Regions from separate parts of the Hordeum vulgare genome. Here region 1 is linked to region 2. The links are chromatin contacts, called in public Hi-C maps. All regions are on one chromosome and are shown on one strand. Each heading gives the region's core, a stretch centred on a gene start, on an enhancer-like site or on the middle of the called end of the contact. The rest is flanking DNA. Distances are from core to core; before and after follow the strand shown. Region 1 holds the start of LOC123426490 (protein LURP-one-related 7). Region 2 holds the start of LOC123426489 (60S ribosomal protein L35-4).

Region 1 (2,700 bases), core at 77-2,576, 270 kb after region 2:
TCGGGAGCATGTTCTACACTTATGTAGTGATTTATGAACATTTTTGTAGCATTTTTTTTATGAAAGTAAAAAATGACACGTAAAACATGAATAAACGAAGAAGAAATCGGAAGATGGCTTTGGGCAAAATTTAAGTTTTGCAAGATCTTGATGGTAGTTGGAATAAGAGTTTTGCAGGATCAAAAGGAGAAGTAGATGGAGTTGCAAACACATGATCAAATAAAAAAACAACCATCACAAGATATGAAGATGATGACATGATGCAGAAATAAATTAAAGACAAGCATCACACACAACATGCAAGATAAATAATAGTATAACAAAATAATGGGGGTCTTAGTTTTGTGTCATTATAGTTCTACCTTGCCTTCCCTGACAAGGTGGGCGACGTGGGCCGGAGTGTGCGTCTAACCGTCATCAAAAGCCAGACATGCCAATCGTGTGCGCGAGGAGGAGCGGCTTCACCGTGTACGCACGGTGACGAACGCTGAGGGCTACCACGATCCCTGGGTAGTCGTGAGCTCGAAGAACAACGACCGCGGCATCGGGGATGACGCCGGAGGTGTTGGTGGCCTCAAAGGCCGTGCCTATGAGGTCACCGTCCGGTACCTCGTGTAATTTAATTTAACTTCTAAAAAAAGTTAGGCCATGTTTGAAACCACAATAGATTATGATAATCTGGATTATGAAGGTAGATTATATAATCTGGTTTATAAAAATAATCCAGGTGGACATGTTTGGAGGCCAGATTATATAAAATGTAATCCGGGTTTTACATTGCATAATGACCTGTCTGCCCCCTGTTTTTTTTTTAAAAGAGGAGGGTGGCGGTGGTAGGATTGTAATTATCTTCAACTTTACAAGGGTAATAGGTCATTAGCAATCCATAATCTGATTTTAGCTGGTGTAGAGTAGATTATGAGTTTTTAATAATCTGTCTATTTAGTTTTTATAATCTACACCATAATCTGTCATGTGTGGAGACATAATAGATTATAAAAACTGTATTATATAATCTGGGTGGTTCCAAACAGGGCCTTAGTTGACTCTGTTAAATAGCGGCTGTTTTGCAGGTAATATATGAAACTTGCTTAAATTTCATCCGTTTTTATGATTTCGTCTAGTTGTTTAAATATTCGCTTGAAATGTGGACAAATATTTGGTGCATAGGGTCCACTGTCCCCGGAATCCGACGGACGTTTTGCGTACCCGATTTGACGGACGGCGTCCAAGATGCCCTAATCACGCACATCTGATTCCGCTCAAGGAAGAATAATCAGATGCCAATGACCACGTCAGCTGGTTCTGGTCGGCCTCGCCAAATGACAAGGGAGAAGCCAAACGCTAACTTGCAAGCACTCTCCAGCCAAAAACATTTCGCCTCCTCTTCGCTTCTTCCACCCACTCTTGAATCATCCGCCTTTCCTTCCTGCCCCCACCGACCACCTTTTCCTAAACCAACGCCTTGCGATGGACAGGTCAAACGCCGCGGCCGCTGCCCCACCGCCGGTACCCATGGCGGCGCCCGTCGTCCCGGTCGATCTGACGGTCGTCAAGAAGCGCCTCGGGGGCGGTGGCGACATGGCGGTGCACGACCCGTCCGGGGGCCTCGCCTTTCGCGTCACAGCGGCGGACGGCTGCGGCCGAAGGTGCGGAGGGAGGGCGCTCCTCGACGCCTCCGGGAGCACTCTGGTCACTGCCAGGTGTAGCGAGGTGATGATTCCAGCTTGGCTATCTGCTCTGGTTTAATTCTGAGTGAGAGATTGCATCATCATCAAGTCAACTTGGCCTCTTAATTCGGGTCTACTCCGGTGTTGCTTAGGAAAGTTTCAGCTTCAAGTATGCGATACGCAATACTGTACTGCTTCTGCTAATGAAATAGTAGTAGATTGCTCCAATTTGTTTATCCTCACTTCATTCGTATTAATTGGGTTACTGCAAAAATGCTACACTTCAGAAGAGTTCAGGACAGAAGAGCATCTCTAGCAGACCACGTCAACCCGCAAAACTTGTTTACAGTTTGCGGAAAAACGGTTTTAAGCGGGCTGCGGCCGTGCGGACCCTGTGTAGCTGACCCGTAAAACAGCATATTCACAATGTTTTACGAGTCGGCTACGCGGGGTCTGCTCGGCCGCAGCCCGCTTTGCCCGGCAAACGGAAAACCCCAAATTAGCCAATTTAGCAGCGATTCCGATGATTGAGTTCAGATTCAAAGAATAAAACATAGTTCGCGCGCAAACAAAAGCATAGTTTTCTACGACAAACGCAAAAGGACTTCATGCAAAAGCAACGGCCACATCCATCATCATCTTGGTCGCTTTTCACCCTCGTCATGATCTTCACTCCGCACCACCGCCATTGATGCCATCGCCGCCTCCGTGTTTATCACCGGCACTTGTTCCAACTCCTGATGGGAAAACATAGCCGGACGCACTGAAAGCATCAGCGGCACTGGTTCCAACTTGTCCCGCAAGCTCGATGCCTCGTGTTCCCTCTTGATCTTCTCCATTGACTTCTTGTCTCCATTGGGCTTGTTCAAGTTTCGTGGGCCATCATCATCTTCATCATCGTCCATGGTCGTAAGTGAAGCTCTCTTCGGTGGGGATTCTTTTCAATCAACTCCCACTTCTCACACTTTTTTAGCAATTCCCAACAATGCTCTAGTTTAAAAAATTGGCCTTCGAAAGCTTCCATGTCTGT
Region 2 (2,700 bases), core at 161-2,660:
TGGGGAAGTACTTCTCACGCTTCTTCTCCCTCTCGGTCTTCAATGAGAGCTGCACAGTATATTGTATAAAATAACAATCAGTAAACCAAAATGACCACAAACAGTTGAATTGGCTGATAGAAAACAGCAAAGCACAATGTAGCGAGAACCAGTCCCCTCAGATTGAAAACACAGAACATTCAGCAATGGTTTAAAGTGGGACAAATGATTAACAGTTCTTAGTGAGCATAGATTGCTACACAGACTCCAAAGAAACTATTCAGGCAGTTAAACATAACATGCCATTAACAAACTCAAGGAGAAAAAACAACTCTGAATCAAACAGACTCAGGTGCTATGGAAAACATATAATAAACCAGCATCCTAATTTCCAAAACCAATCACTCACAAATTCATACTGTATTTCATCATAACAACACAAGAACATTGTCCAACCTAAAGAAACACGGCAATCCTTAAGAAGCTAATCCAACCAGCCAGGTTACAATGACTTCATAACAAAAAGGCCCAGCAAACGACTGGACAAGCCATACCAAATGCAGTGCCGTGATACTAATCTATAGCACAGTTGAACTACGAAATCATTATATAGATATAAAAGAGGGCCCTTCCAAAAATTGTAGTAACATTGAACAACAGAATTAGTAACATTACGATACCAATTTTACTGATCTCGCCATCTAACGAAAACAATTTGAAAACTAGCATAACATACAAACTAGAGCACTTCCAGGTAAAGAAACAATTTCACTAGTATGTTTAATATAAACTAGAGCGCAAGTAGATGGACAGGGAGGAATAAAGTATCACCTGATGCTTGGTGAGACGCCTGCGGATGGCGCGGGTCTTCTTGGGGCGGAGGTCGAGCGGTAGAAGCTTCTTGTTCTTGTACGCCTCCCTCAGCGCCGCCTTCTGCTTCTGTGAGATCACCGTGAGCACCCTCGCAATCGAAGTGCGCACCACCTTGCTGCGGGTCAAACCAAGAACCACCCGTTAGCACGACGGAAACCTAAGCACGGGCTACTCTATGGGGGTGGATGAGCGGGGTGGGGGCGGGAGGAGGTCAGGGAGACAAGTACATCTTGGAGAGCTTGTTGGGGGCTCCGCCGGTGACCTTGGCGACGCGGAGGAGGGAAAGCTCCGCCTTGAGGTCCTTGAGCTGGCCCTGCAGCTCCGTCTTGTTCTTCCCCCTCAGCTCGTGCACCTTGATCCGGGCTGCCACCGTTGGCCACGATAATGTCAGATCCGGAAAGTACAATAGAACCAAATCAATAAGAGACGCCGGAGAGTTAGCCCCTTACCCATTGCTGTTGGCGGGCTGATCTGCTGCGGCGGCGGCGGCGGGCGGAGATGAAAATGAGGCGCTGAGGAGAGACGGGGCCGGCTGCGTGAGGGTTATATATACGGGGGATGCGCAAGATGAAACCCCTGAGACAGGGGAAACCCTAGGATATTATGGACTTTGGGGCCTCTGGGCCTAGGCCAGCACTCGGTATGTGAACTATAGGCCCACGCACGTCTCCAGCTCAAAAGAAATTAGAACACGTTTTCTAGGAGGCCCAGAAGCGCTTTTAGCCCGATTTCTATTCACGTTTTTACTCGGTTTGATGCTTTGTCTCAAAAAAAAAAAAAAAAAAAACTCCGTTGGATGCTGCAATAGGAGTACCATTTAACTTTCTCCCTCTAGCTAGGGTCTCCTTCCTCTCGGCGACGACTTCCGGCGTCGTAGAGATTGATCTTCCCTGCTACAATTTCGTGGCGATCATCTAACTCGGATTGAACAAGGGGTGATCTCTAGGTAGCTACCCGATATTGGCCACGGCTCGCTTGCACATTGACGGCCTAGGGTTCGAACAATAGGCCCGGGAGAGAGTTTCGTCGGGCTAGGGAAAAACATGGCGACTGACGTTTCCGGATCGGGCGACAAGGGCTATCTTGAGGCAATGATGAAGGAATTGGGACTCACGGAAGAGGACCTTGATGACGTGGTGGTGCAGCACGACGTAGTGCCGCCCGAGGCGACGCGATGGATGGCTATTGCTAGGGTTCATAACGAAAGGTCCTATAGCCAGTTTTGGTTCAACAAGAACATGAGGGTGGCGTGGGATCTCGCGCATAAGGTTAACATACGACCATTAGAGGATAATATCTACACTTTGCAATTCTTGTGCTTTGGAGACTCGGAACGCATGATGGAAGAAGGGTCGTGGGCTTTGCGAGGAGATGTGATGGTGATAGTGCGGTATGACGGGTTCATGAAGCCCTCGTCAATCAAGCTAGATATGCTAGAGATCTCGACGCAAATACACGATTTTCATGATGGTTATGTATCACAGATACCATCTTTGGTCGTCAAGATAGGAGAGCTAGTGTATGCGGAGCGAGCTTCACGTGAGTTTGAAGGGAATTTCTTCAGAGTGAGGGTAAAGATCAATGTTAACAAAATACTGAAGAACGTTGTATCATAGAATCTACGCATAGAACCTGGCTCAGATGCCACTATTGGGAAAGCGTAGTAATTTCAAATTTTTCCTACGTCACACTAGGATCTATCTAGGACAAACCAGCAACGAGCAAAGGGGTAGAGCATCTTCATACCTTTGAAGATCGCTAAGTGAAAGCGTTACTATGGACACGGTTAATGGAGTCGTACTCGCAGCGATTCAGATCGCGATGGATTTCGGTCTATGTGTCGAACAA

What was found. A called contact is a pair of places that touch in the nucleus more often than the background predicts.
Region 1: a Hi-C map of seedling shows a contact between it and region 2, with 6 times the contacts expected there. The contact joins the promoter of LOC123426490 here to the promoter of LOC123426489 in region 2. A contact is called at or near these places in 2 of 6 Hi-C or Micro-C datasets (leaf and seedling) and 1 of 1 datasets of contacts at active chromatin or transcription factors (embryo).

What each region holds. Positions count from the first base shown.
Region 1 is chr2H:421,852,670-421,855,369 of MorexV3_pseudomolecules_assembly, forward strand. LOC123426490 (protein LURP-one-related 7) reads left to right here and starts at 1,327. Exons shown (of 3, transcript XM_045110330.1): 1 at 1,327-1,713. The coding sequence starts at 1,471.
Region 2 is chr2H:421,579,012-421,581,711 of MorexV3_pseudomolecules_assembly, forward strand. It overlaps LOC123426489 (60S ribosomal protein L35-4), which reads right to left and starts at 1,411. Exons shown (of 4, transcript XM_045110329.1): 1 at 1,302-1,411; 2 at 1,080-1,215; 3 at 811-967; 4 at 1-49. The coding sequence starts at 1,305.